Regions from separate parts of the Sus scrofa genome. Here all the other regions are linked to region 2. The links are chromatin contacts, called in public Hi-C, HiChIP or PLAC-seq and promoter capture Hi-C maps. All regions are on one chromosome and are shown on one strand. Each heading gives the region's core, a stretch centred on a gene start, on an enhancer-like site or on the middle of the called end of the contact. The rest is flanking DNA. Distances are from core to core; before and after follow the strand shown. Region 1 holds the start of ANKRD13A (ankyrin repeat domain-containing protein 13A). Region 2 holds the start of MLEC (malectin). Region 3 holds the start of SIRT4 (sirtuin 4). Region 4 holds the start of RPLP0 (ribosomal phosphoprotein large PO subunit).

What was found. Promoter capture Hi-C pulls out the DNA fragments that hold promoters and counts their contacts. A called contact is a pair of places that touch in the nucleus more often than the background predicts. HiChIP or PLAC-seq counts read pairs in DNA pulled down with a chosen protein or histone mark.
Region 1: a contact with region 2 is called in an H3K27ac HiChIP or PLAC-seq map of alveolar macrophages. The contact joins the promoter of ANKRD13A here to the promoter of MLEC in region 2. A contact is called at or near these places in 1 of 5 promoter capture datasets (liver) and 1 of 2 datasets of contacts at active chromatin or transcription factors (alveolar macrophages).
Region 3: a contact with region 2 is called in a promoter capture Hi-C map of fetal liver, with 2.1 times the contacts expected there. The contact joins the promoter of SIRT4 here to the promoter of MLEC in region 2. A contact is called at or near these places in 2 of 5 promoter capture datasets (fetal liver and liver), 2 of 47 Hi-C or Micro-C datasets (liver and skeletal muscle) and 1 of 2 datasets of contacts at active chromatin or transcription factors (alveolar macrophages).
Region 4: a contact with region 2 is called in a Hi-C map of mesenteric adipose tissue, with 2.0 times the contacts expected there. The contact joins the promoter of RPLP0 here to the promoter of MLEC in region 2. A contact is called at or near these places in 4 of 47 Hi-C or Micro-C datasets (alveolar macrophages, heart right ventricle, liver and 1 more).

What each region holds. Positions count from the first base shown.
Region 1 is chr14:40,994,103-40,997,264 of Sscrofa11.1, reverse strand. It overlaps ANKRD13A (ankyrin repeat domain-containing protein 13A), which reads left to right and starts at 1,383. Exons shown (of 15, transcript XM_021074290.1): 1 at 1,383-1,493. GIT2 (ARF GTPase-activating protein GIT2) reads right to left here and starts at 1,279. Exons shown (of 18, transcript XM_003483442.4): 1 at 1,071-1,279. The coding sequence starts at 1,122.
Region 2 is chr14:40,600,615-40,603,647 of Sscrofa11.1, reverse strand. It overlaps MLEC (malectin), which reads right to left and starts at 1,666. Exons shown (of 5, transcript XM_001928694.6): 1 at 1,255-1,666. The coding sequence starts at 1,480.
Region 3 is chr14:40,288,271-40,291,636 of Sscrofa11.1, reverse strand. SIRT4 (sirtuin 4) reads right to left here and starts at 1,349. Exons shown (of 5, transcript NM_001114270.2): 1 at 1,291-1,349. It overlaps LOC102165911 (a long non-coding RNA gene), which reads left to right. Exons shown (of 4, transcript XR_002338550.1): 3 at 1,678-1,725.
Region 4 is chr14:40,222,460-40,225,923 of Sscrofa11.1, reverse strand. It overlaps RPLP0 (ribosomal phosphoprotein large PO subunit), which reads left to right and starts at 1,981. Exons shown (of 8, transcript NM_001098598.1): 1 at 1,981-2,005; 2 at 2,251-2,352; 3 at 3,264-3,439. The coding sequence starts at 2,299.

The DNA.
Region 1 (3,162 bases), core at 134-2,633, 390 kb before region 2:
TGTGGTGCCATTTTACCTTTTGAATTACTTCAAATTCAAAGCAGAAAAATACAAGCACTGAGAACAGTACAGAGACCTGTCAACTCAGTTCCAACTGCTAAGACGAAAACTACACATGGGAGGTTTAGTTTTGGCCTTTCAGTGCTGCCATATGCCTATATTGCCTAAATGCCCAAATGGGTCTACTTGTCAGTGATGTGGTGTGTGTTGGTTTTGTAAGCTGTAATTAATGCATGATTTAGAAATTCAACTATAGTTTTAAGGGACTGTAAAGGTTCTGTACACAATAGGGGAAAAAAATTTAAATGAGATGATGCTAAGAATATTCACTGAATCTTCCCTACCGCTAAGCACCATACTCCCCATTATCCCCATCGGAAAAATGAGGAAATGAAGACTCGGCCAAATGAAGTCACCAGCCCAAGGTCACCCAGAGGGAACATCTAGTTTGAACTCAGACGGTTCAGATCTCAGAACCTGAGCCAAGCATTGCCTCCCAAGTGCAGGTGGCGTTTGCAAGACCCCGACATCCTGGAGACTCTCTGCCGTGGAGCGGGAGTCGGGATGCCAGAAATGGCGAAATCGTCCATGGGGGTCCTCTGGCGAGTCTCAGTGGAGGGAAGGGGTGAGCGTCGCCCACTACCAGCAGGGCGCCTCCGGGGACGGGGGTCTTGGGTGACTGTGGGAAGGGGGTGGTGACACCTGCAGTCTCTGGGGGCCGCAGCCGGGAAGACGCTCGCATTTTACTTCTGTAATTGGCCTTCCTGTGGATTGCCCAAGCCCCTTCCTGTTAGGAAAGCGGCTCCGACCCCACCGCCTCCCCGGACGGCCTGGGACAGAGTGAACGAAAGGGAAAGGAGGGGCGGGAGGGCGGCGGCCCCCTGCCCGCCCGGCTCTGACAGGCCAGGGGCAGGTTCTGCCCCAAGACCGCCCCCCTTCCTCCTCGTCGTGACCCCAGGCATGGGATGCAGAGGTCGACTGCCGGGACCCGCCCGGCTCGAGGGGCGGCCCCGGGGCAGGGGTCCTGGCCAGGAGAGCTGAGGGGAGCGGGCCCGGCTGATGAGACTCACCTGGCCCGCTGCAGTCAGCGCACACTTCGCTGCTCCGGAGCCGCTTCGACATGGCTCCCGCCTCCCACCTGCCGGGAACCTGGGGCCCCGAGACAGCGAAGGCGGCGGCGGCGGCGGCGGCGGCGGAGGCGCTTCCGCTCTAACGGGTCCCAGCGGCGGCGCTGGCGGCAGCGCCTCTCCCTGAGCGCCTCGCAGCCGCGGCCCAGCACGCACGCGCGGGGAGGCACCCTTTGGCAATAGGCAGATCATGTGACCGGAAAGGGCACGCTGCCCTGTCGCCATATTGAGTGAGGGCAAGGATCTTCCGTCCTGCTTCCAAATTTTCTGTAATTTGTCTCCCTCTCCAGAAGAAATTCGCTTCTTCCCAGCACTGATTAATACCAAATCTAGTAACCAGAAGTCTGCAGCTGCAACCTGCCTGAGGTAATCAGTAGTCAAGTCATTTCGCATAACTTTGGCCAAGTTCATTTATATATTCTTTCCTTTATTCAGCAAATTACACACAGTGTTCCAAGCAGTGAAGAAAGAGTAGTGAGCCAAGAGGACAAAATTTCCTGTCTTTATGGAGCTAACATTCAATTGTGCTAGATCTACAATAAGTAAAATAAGGGTATATTATGTGTTTCCTTATGCTGCAGTTTTAATATAATCTGCTAGAGGAAGATAATGTGTATCTACCGCTAGCCTACAATTTTCTTTTGTATGGCTTGCACCTAAAAATGATTTTCATAGTTTTATTTTTTTGTTTTTGTTGTGTTTTGGCATGTGGAAGTTTCAGGGCCGGGATGGAACTGGAGCCATAGCAATAATCGAGCCACAGCAGTGACAACTGAGTCCTTAATTGCTCGGCCATCAACTCTTAATTTTTACTTGTTTTGTTGTTTTTTAGGCCATATGGAGGTTCCCAGGTTAGGGGTAAATTGGAGCTACAGCTGTCAGCCTACACCACAGCCATAGCAATGCGGGATCCCAGCTGCACCTGTGACCTACCCACTAGCCCACAGCAACACCAGATCCCGGACCCACTAAGCGAGGCCAGAGATCAGACCTGCATCCTCAGGTTTACTGGTTGGATTCCTTTCCACTGCACGACACAGGGAACTCCTAATTTTTACATTTTTGAAGGATTGTAAAGAGGAAGGAGAAGAGGGAAAGGATGAATATTTAACAAAACTCATATATGAAACGTATAGCTAAATATTTACTGTCTGGCTAAGAACAAATGGAATAATTCACAGAAGAGTGTGGTATGCTTGCCTCAGAGTGAACCCTCATTAATAGTAGCCTCTTGAAGTTCCCGTCGTGGCGCAATGGTTAACGAATCCGACTAGGAACCATGAGGTTGCAGGTTCAGTCCCTGCCCTTGCTCAGTGGGTTCACGATCCGGCGTTGCTGTGAGCTGTGGTGTAGGTTGCAGACTCGGCTCGGATCCCACGTTGCTGTGGCTCTGGCGTAGGCCGGTGGCGCAGCTCCAACTAGACCCCTAGCGTGGGAACCTCCATATGCTGCGGGAGCGGCCCAAGAAATAGCAAAAAGCAAAAAAAAAGTAGCCTCTGTTATTATTGGAATTTGATATTACTATTATTTCTTAATCACAATTTTGAGGATAACGATAGATAACCTAATATACAGGATGGTATGAGATAAACGCAATGAAGTGAGTTTAATCAGTGTGATAGAGAGCAGAGGTGTGACCCTAATGCTAATGAATATTTTGTGTATTATATGTAAACCCAACTATGATCTCCATTCAGCAAATGTTCGATGCCTATCATGGGCCAGGTATTTGTTTTGCTTTGTTTTTTTTAATTTATTTTTATTTATTTATTTTTGCCTTTTTGCCTTTTTCTAGGGCCCCACCCACAGCATATGGAGGTTCCCAAGCTAGGGGTCTAATCAGAGCTGTAGCTGCCAGCCTACACAGCACCTCGGGATCTGAGCCGAGTCTGTGACCTACACCGCAGCTCAAGGCAATGCCAGGTCTTTTTTTTTTTTTTTTTTTTTTTTTTTTGTCTTTTTGTGTTTTCTAGGGCCGCTCCTGTGGCATTTGGAGCTTCCCAGGCTAGGAGTCTAATCGGAGACGTAGCCGCCA
Region 2 (3,033 bases), core at 417-2,916:
AATTCCAGAGCTAAACTGAAGACACACACAGAGAGTTTTGGAAAACAGCCCTGGGTCTCAACACCCTCACATGTATGGAAGCAATAAACCCTCTAATATAATAAACTCCAGGACATTGCAATTAACTTGGAAGAATTTAAGTTAAACCCTTTAGGAAAGGCAAGATCCAAATCTGGGCATCGTGGGGGGAAAAAAAAAGAGAGAGAGAAAGTCTGTCTCCTAGTTTTCTGGAGATGGCGTATTGCCGATTTGGCAGCTTCTGAACCCAGCATACAGCATAAATCTCCTTCCAACACATGAAGCAAGAACTTCCTTCTTAAACCTGTTTTCCAATCCTACTGACAGAAGACAGAGAGTCCAGAGCAGATATTCCCAGAGTCGTCTGGCATGACCTACATCATAAGGCCCTGGTGCAGAAACCTGGGTTTAATCTACAGGTCTAAAATTTTCATTTTTCACCCGCTCTCCTGGCAGTTCTTACACTGACTTTGAGAACTGTTCGGCTCTGTAAAAATGACTGCTGTTCTATCAATTAAATCAAATCATTTTCCCCATAAGATGGAATCACACCTCTCAAGACCACTGAGGGTAGGTTCTCTGCACTGGCGGATAGAATATTCGGATCTTACACTGACTGACCCAGTTGAAACACCACCAGCCTCCTGCGCAGTAAGGTTTCAATATAACCACCCTCTAGGGAGGGCCTGCAGCTTCTACTTTTAAGCACACACACCCTCCTCGCTCCAAAGGGGGGTGGGGGAGGAGGCTACAATCAAAACTTTCCTGGCCTATCCTCTTCAAAATTCCTTTTTTTTCTGGCTAAGAATCAAGCCCAGCTCCTGCACAAGAGATAAGAAAAGTGGCCGATTTCTGGGTCGGCAGGAATCTACCAGAAACTGACTTGAAAGGAGAGCAAAACCACCAGGAGAGAGACACCGATAACCGAAAAACCTGTGAGGCCTCGAGGTGGCAATAGGCCGCCCTCGTCTTTACTTTCCCAGCTCCCGTGGAGGTGAGAGGTTACGAAAATGCAGAGTGCGAGGTCCAAATATAACTTCTCGCCAACTCTGACTCTAAGGCTCTTGGTAGCTTCAAATCAGCACCAAGCTCTGGGCTCTTATCGGGTCACCGAGGAAACAGTAGAGAGAAACTTCACTCCAGAGACGTGGCTTGGGCTTGGGGCCCGCAGCCCTCGGCGTGCTGCGCCCGGCAACGCAGGCCCAGGATCCAGAGACTCTACCGAGGGGCTCTCACCTCGGCCCACCCGGCCTTCCAGAGGGTCCTTGCGGAAGTGGATCCCGTGCACGTCCACATGCGCCTCCCCGCCCGCGTTAACGGCCCAAATCACGCTCTCGGGCAGCCCGGCCCCCGCCAAGCCAACCACGCCGAACCCCGGCTCCCGGAGCGCCGGCAGCAGCAGGAGGAGCAGCAGTCGCAGGAACGCCACAGCGGCTCCCTCAACCGCCCGGGCGCCCAGCATGGCGGCCACCACAGCGGGGGCAGCCTCCGCCGAGCCTAGTTCTCAGCCGGCCGCCAGGCCGCCCCGGACTCAGAAAAACAGCGCCACGGGCCGCTGTGCCTCAGCTGCTGGGGACATGTCGCTCTCAGGCCTCTTTCTCAGCCACGGTGCCGCCTCCCACCTTGGGAACAACCTACCCCAGCGCCCAGCCCCCGGCCACGACCCTGCATCCAATCAGCGCCCAGCCCTCATTAATTATCCACCACCCCGCCGGGAGGCATCCTCCCATTGGCTGCCACACGCGAGAAGGGGCGTGGCTACTCCCAGGCGCCAGCCCAACCATCAGGCACGAGAGGGAGCGCGCGCAGAGGTTGGGAGTTCGGTTGAAGCGGCGGTTCAGTGCGGAAGTGGTAGGGTGCAGCGCCCAGGCGGCCCCGGAATTCCGCAGCTGAATAAGAAAGGTGGACTGGGGGGAAGGTTTAGGGTAGGGCGCACTGACACGTCGCCAGCACTTCCGGTGCTCCAGATTTGGGGGACTGAATAGGTTCCTGAGGGGGCGTTACTGACTTTCCCGCCCCCTCTTTCTCTGGGCATAAACATAAGCTCTAGGAAGAGCAGTGGACATCTTCCGACCTGAGACTTAGTCTTTTTCGCTGAGTGAGGCATAAAACCCGTCCTCCCCCAGAAAGGCCACAAGCACAGGTTTTTCAGGGAAAGGGTCCCACGAGGACGAGATCCCGCCCCCACCCCTAAGAGGATTCGGGGCTGGTGGTAGCGTCCAGATAGCCGTCCAATCAGAAGCCTCCAACGCAGCGGAAACGCGTGGCTTTTGGGGGCGGGGCTCCAGGCTACCCGGGTTTCCATGGCGACAGCTGTGAAGGGGCGGGGCTGGGGCTTTCCCGGCCCAGGCAAAGGGACCGGAGGGCGCTTCTCTAGCTGGAGGTTCAGCAAAGGCTTGATCACTGGTCCCACCCTGCTCTGGCAGTTTATCCAGCGCTCTCCTCCCTTCGCGATCCCTTTGCCGTGGTCGCTGCCAGAACTCCCACCTCTCGGATGAACTGTGTCTCAGGAGCCGAGTATTGCCCAAGGGATCACATCGCAAGTTTAGGGCGGAGCCAAAGCAAAATCCCGTTTGTTCCACAAATATTTATCGAGACCCTTCTGCTAGATTTAGCAGATAAAACACAGGAAGCCCAGTTAAATTTGAATTTCAAATAAGTGGAACATACTTAAGCTAAAAATAATTTATTGTTTGCCTAAATTCAAACTTAACAGAGTTTTTTTGCTTTTTATCTGACAACCCTGCCTACTACCTGCCAGGCAATTTGTTTTGTGCAACGACGAACGAAATCACACCCAGGGTCCAAAATGAGAATCACAGCCCCGGGAGTTTCCGGTGTGGCTCAGCGGGTTAAGAACCTAACAGTAGTATCCACGAGGATGCAGTTGGATCCCTGGTCTTGCTCCTTGGGTTAAGGATCAAGCATGCTTTGGGGCACATATGGCAGCGAACTTCCATGTGCCACAGGTACTGCCCTAAAAAGAAAAAAAGAGTTCCATCCTGGCTCAGAGGA
Region 3 (3,366 bases), core at 100-2,599, 310 kb after region 2:
CTAAAAATTAAAAATAAATAGAAAATAGGAGAAAGGTAAAGTAAAAAACTGATAAAACAGGAATTCCTATTGTGGCTCATCAGTAACGAATCTGACTAGTATTCATGAGGACATAGGTTCGATCCCTGGCCTTGCTTAGTGGGTTAAGTATATGGCATTGCTGTGGCTGTGGCATAGACCTGACAGCTACAGCTCCAATTCGACCCCTAGCCTGGGAACATCCATATGCCGCACGTATGGCCCTAAAAAGCGAAAAAAAATTGATAAAGCACAATTCTAGCATAACATTAGGCCTATTCTGTCTCTCCTAGTAACACCTGGCTGGTCAGCAATGAATTTCTTATAAACTTCAAAAGGTTAATGGCCTACCCCAGTATCTTTTAAGACCGTCAATAGCTCGGTGTTAATCCACTTGTGACATCTAAAGATGCCTCTATCAGAGGAATACATTTATATTTTTAGTTAATAACACCCCTTGGGGGAACTGTGTGTCCCATAAACCTACTTCCCATTTTATTTTATTTTTTTATTTTTTTGTCTTTTTGTCCTTTTAGGACCGCACCTGCAGCATATGGAGCTTCCCAGGCTAGGGGTCTAATCAGAGCTACGGCCGCCGGCCTACACCACAGCCACAGCAACGCCAGATCAGAGCTGTGTCTGCAACCTACACCACAGCTCATGGCAACACCGGATCCTTAACCCACTAAGCTAGGCCAAGGATCAAACCCACAACCTCATGGTTCCTAGTCGGATTCGTTAACCACTGAGCCACGATGGGAACTCCTGCTTTGCCTTTTTGTCTTTCTTTCTTTCTTTCTTTTTTTCTTTTTCTTTTTGCCATGCCTGCAGCATGTGGAAGTTCCTGCACCACAGCAGCAACCTGAGCCACTGCAGTGACAAGGCTGGATCCTTAACCTGCTGTGCCACAAGGGAATATCTACTCCACCTTTTCTAGTTGTGAAAACAAGGCTTTGACATATTGCATGGTCAAATGCAGAAATTCTCTAGTGACGTGTACCCCATATGTAAACATTATTTCATGCTGAGCTTTCCAAATCTGGGATCAGGACTCTGATTTCTCCTTGACACACCACAGCAACACGTGAACAGCTAGACAAATACATAATCTGGATTCCTGAGACCAAAGGGCTTGGGAAATCCCTTTGAAAACGCTCTGTTGGAACAGCTGCTGTCTCCCAGTTCCCACCAAAGGGCAAAGAAGAGAAATGGTATCCCTTACGAGAAATCCACAATTTTTAGAAACCTGCAGCCTGAACAGAACACACTTACCTTTCACAGTTTAAGGGACACTCCACACCCGGCAGTGGGACTGACTGACTATATTTGCATTTTGGGAAATGTAGTGCATGAAGCCGAAATGATGCAAAAAAAACTACAAGTCCCACAATTCTATGGGCTTCCCATTTGAGGGCCCCATATTGTCCCATAGCGCCTCTGTCGGCCCATTCTGGTCAGAGGTTTCCAACCTTCGTTTGCAAAGTGTGCTTTTCCAAAGCCAACAAGCCTATCATCTGTTTGAGAAGTGGTTAAGAGCTTGGACGCTACTGTCCTGGGTGCAATGTAGTACATCCAAATAGCAATAACTTAGGAATTCATTTTCTCTTAAGCTAGAAGCTTTAATACTGGATCTAGATTTTTTTTTTTTTTTCTTTTCAGGGCCGCTGGGAAGTCATCCATGGAGGATGAAGTTACCCAAGACAGCTGGTGAATCACAATTTCCCTTGATAGATTCTGACAGGGTGTATTGAGCCACCAATCAAGACTTTCTTGGAGTTTCCATGGCTCAGCAGTTAACAAACCTGGCCAGCATCCGTGTGTGAGGACACAGGTTTGATCCCTGTCCTCGTTCCGTGGGCTAGGGATCCAGTGTTGCTGTGAGCTGTGGTGTAGGTCACAGATGCAGCTCGGATCCCATGTTGCTGGGGCTGTGATATAGGCCGGTGGTTACAGCTCCAACTGGACCCCTAGCCTGGGAACCTCCATATGCCTGTGGGTTTAGCCCTACAAAGACAGAAAGCCAAAAAAAAAACACATTCTCAAGGGCTGAGAAATTCTTTGGATGATCCTAGTTTTTTTATTTCTCATGACTCGACCACACCACAAATTAGTGACAAAGTTCTTGATTGGATCAAAGTAAATTACTCTAAATTAATCAAATTGCTAGTATTCCCCCCCCACCCTGGCAGTTATGGATGTGAAAAAAAATTAATTACCCATCAGCATCAAACAGACCTTTTATGTCATGTTTTTTTCCTTTTTAGTCCCACACCTGTGGCATAAGGAAGTTCCTGGGCTAGGGCTTGAATTAGAGCTGCAGCTGCCAGCCTACACCACAGCTTGTGACAATGCTGGATCCTTAATCCATTGAGCAAGGCCAGGGACCAAACCTGCATCCTCATGGATACTAGTCAGGTTCTTAACCTGATGAACCACAATGGAAACTCCTTATGTCATTTTTTTACATCTAGTCAATGACTACATAAATGGTCATTAAGCAATACTTTGAATGTTTCATGTTTAAAATTTTCATAATAAAATGCTGGAGGAAATGTCATTTTCTTGGAGACTACTATTTGCATCTTATTTAGTAGCAAAAAACAAGTCTTTTGGAGAATATAGTTCAGAGCTGAACCAAGTCTAGGCACATGTTTCTAGTAGCTTTTGACTTGCCAAGGCAATGAGAGTGAAAGTAACTTCAAACTCATGAATTGTGGGCATTTCTGTGGAAATAGCCTCTTTCAGCCTCTCTCCTCTGAATTAAGGTGTCTACAGAAAACCCTTTGAGGTTAAACAGAGAATTACCACATGATCCAGATATTCTACTTCTAGGTAGATACACCCAAAAGAATTGAAAACAAGGACTCAGACTGATATCTCTGTGCTGCTGTTCATGGAAGTATTGTTACAGCCAAATCGTGGAAGCAATGTCCTGTCAATCAAAGAATAAATGGATAACAAAATTCCATACGATAGAATATCAGCCCTAAAAAGGAATGAAATTCTGAAATATACCACAACATGGATGGGCTTAAAAACATTCTATGAAATAAGCCATGCACAAAAGATTAAATAATTACGCGATTATTTTATCTGAGGTACTGAGAGACCAAATTCGTAGAAAGTGGAATAGAAGTTGCCAGGGCCCTGGGGAGGGAAGAATGGGGAGTTGGTGGTTTTTTGTTTTTGTTTTTTGTCTTTTTAGGGCCGCACTTCTGGCATGTGGAAGTTCCAGGGCTAGGGGTCCAATGGGAGCTGTAGCTGCTGGCCTACACCACAGCCACAGCAAGGCAGGAGCCAAGCTATGTCTGTAACCTACACCATAGTTCATAGCAATGCAGGATCTTT
Region 4 (3,464 bases), core at 732-3,231, 380 kb after region 2:
GGTTAAGGATCCGGCATTGTCACTGCAGCAGCTGCAGGGATTGCTGCTGTGGCGCAGGTTCGATCCCTGACCCAGGGAATTTCCATGTGCTTGCAGCCAAAAAAAAAAAAAAAAAAATTATTGATACAGGTACAATTTTTCAAATAAGTGTTGAATGATGAATAAAATAAGCTGACATCCGGGAGTTCCTGTTGGGGCTCAGTGGTAACGAACCTGACTAGTAACCATGAGGATGAGGGTTTGTTCCCTGGCCTTGCTAAGTGGGTTAAGGATCCAGCATTGCCGTGAGCTATGGTGTAGGTTACAGACATGGCTCAGATCCCGTGTTGCTGTGGCTGTGGCACAGGCCAGCAGCTACAGCTCCAATTCCACCCCTAGCCTGGGAATTTCCACATGCAGCCCCCTGGCCCTAAAAAAAAAAAAAAAATTAAAAAATTAAAAAATTAGGAGTTCCTGTTGTGGCTCAGTGGTTAATGAATCAGACTAGGATCCATGAGGTTGTGGGTTCGATCCCTGGCCTTGCTCAGTGGGTTAAGGATCTGGCGCTGCCATGAGCTGTGGTGTAGGTGGCAGACACCGCTCAGATGCCGTGTTGGTGTGGTTGTGGTGTAGGCCAGTGGCTACAGTGCCCATTAGACCCCTAGCCTGGGAACCTCTGTATGCCCTGGGTGCGGCCCTGGAAAAAGACAAAAAGACAAAAAAATTTTTTTAAATTAAAAAATTAAAAAATAAGCTGACATCCACAGTGATTTCCTCCTACATTCCAGGAATTGTGTTGTCCTAACACATATCTCGCAGTAATCCTCATAACAGTTCTAGAATGTGAATACTATTATCTCCATTTTACAGATAAAGAAACAGAGTCAGCAAGGTGAAATCGCTTCCTGAGATGACACAACCAGCAAGTGGCAGAACAAGAATATGGATCCAGGTTATCTGATTGCAAACCCTGCATTCTTTTCTTCAACAAATATTTAGCATATGCCTATTATGCCAGGTATAAGGCAAAAATAGAGACACGAAACAATGTAACAAATTATATAGTGTGCTGTGTAAGTGCTATAGGAACAGAGGAAAGAGGGAGTGGAAGTGGGTTTTCTTTTTTTTGTCTTTTCTAGGGCGTGCAGCATATGGAGGTTCCCTGGCTAGGGGTCGAATCGGAGCTGCAGCCAGCAGCCTACGCCAGAGCCACAGCAACGCGGGATGCGAACCGCGTCTGCGACCTACACCACAGCTCTAGGCAACGCGGGATCTTTAACTCACTGACGGAGTGCAGGGATCAAACCCGCACTCGAATGCGGGTTTCTAGTCGAATTCGTTAACCATGAGCCACGACGGGAACTCCATATTATTATTTTCCTTTTAGGGGTGGAATGGGGAGCTGCAGCTGCGGATTCGAGCCGCATCTGTGACCTACGCTGCAGCTTGCTGCAAAGCCGGATCCTTAACCCACTGAGCGAGGCCAGGGATGGAACCGGCATCCTCACGGAGATTACGTCTGGTCTTTAACCCGTAGAACCATAATGGAAACTCTGAGACTTAGGTTTTAAAGCATCCCTTTGTTTCCAAAGAGCGAAGAACTGTAGAAGAAACAAGAAACCATTCTGCTTCTCAACCATGTACAATTATTTCTCAGCTCCACGTCATACTCTTCAGCTTGCGACTTGGCCAGGTGACAGAAGGAAACGTGGACTCAGGTCACAAACTCTAGCTTCTCTACACGAGAACAGCTCCAGCCCAGCAGAGGGAAGCACCTCTGAGAAACCTCCTTCCACACACAGCAGTGCTTTCTTTAGCTACCGTGTTTAAAGGCAGCGTCCCGTTGGCTGGAGTGGCAGCGATACCATCCAATGGCTGCATAGATCAACCCAGCTTCTCCAGACAGACGTTGAAGCCAGCCAATAGGCGGGGGCGCTGTCTGCGGCTTTGGATTGGCTGTTTTGTTCACATATAAAAGACTCGCGCCGGCGTACAGCCCTCCTCTCGCCAGGCGTCCTCGTGTGAGGTCTGTTCGTCCGCTGTGGTAGCGTAGGGGACTGGCGGCGGGAGAAATGAGGCTTTCGGGTATATTTTCGGGGGCCGCGGGGTCCAGGCCTCTCTGGCCTGGGGCTCCGCTGGCGGCAAGTCCAGGGCCCGTTCGGGCCGCCGGGCGCGGGAGAGTGGTCTCCTCCCCTAGGCCTCGGGTTTGGAGCCCGCCGCTCCGTGGGGACGCGTGTTGGAGTATGCTGAATTTTCTCTCTTTTTTCTCAGTGACATCGTCTTTAAACCCTGCGTGGCAATCCCTGACGCACCGCCGTGATGCCCAGGGAAGACAGGGCGACCTGGAAGTCCAACTACTTCCTTAAGATAATCGTAAGTGCGGGGTAGGTCTCGGCCGCCCACTGTGGTGCCTTGCCCGGGGCAGTAATAGGGACAACCAGCGGCCAGGTGCTGAGTGCCTGCAGGTGGCCAACCATCAAATTAGGTCGTTTTAGGCAAGTCTTCTTTAATCTTAATAATTTCCTGAGGTCAGCGTTCCTCTGCTTCCTTGTGTTGCAGATAAACAGGCTCAGGCAGGTTAAATGGCTCTTAAGAGTACTTCTAAAGATCTCTGGTCATACTTTTACTTTTTTGTATCCATCTTTGGGGAAGTCTGAGGCACTGAATGATTCATTATAAAGAGGCAAGTTGCTGCAGATTTAGATCCTGTCAAGAAACTAATTCAGTGAATGTTTTCTTTTGGGTGGCCTTGAGGTGGGTCTTCGCTGCCCAGAATTGTTGATCATCAGGTCATGCTGCTCTTTAGGCGTTAGGCAGCTTTGTGGACCTTAGTCCATTATGTTTTCCATTTTTCATGATTTTGAGACAAAAAACTTAAAGGAATTTTTCAATGATCCATACTTGAAACCTAAATTCTACAAGTAATGTTTTGCTGTGTTTGCCTTACTTTGTATTTTCAAAACTGGGTTTTGTTAATGCAGCCATTTTAGTGGATCAGAAACATGCCTTAATTGAGAAAAATTAAGAATGGAAGCTACAATTAAACCTTTGGGTTGAATGTAGAAACATGATCTTACCATTCATACCCCACAAGCAAATCTTAGGCAAATCTGGCTCTCACAGCTCAGGTGCCTGCTAGTAGGAGGAATTGTCTTAACCTCAGACATTTGAAAAGCATAAAAAGGAGTGAGTGAAACGGAAACTTGAGATTGTGGGATTTGGTTTTTCTTGATCCTTTCTTTTTCCTTCTGTTAACATTGCTCGTGTCTGGCTTGTTTGGGCAGCAACTTCTGGATGATTATCCGAAATGCTTCATTGTGGGAGCAGACAATGTGGGCTCCAAGCAGATGCAGCAGATCCGCATGTCTCTCCGCGGGAAAGCCGTGGTGCTGATGGGCAAGAACACCATGATGCGCAAGGCCATCCGAGGGCACCTGGAAAACAACCCAGCCCTGGAGAAGTCAGTCATTCCTCCTGGGCATCTT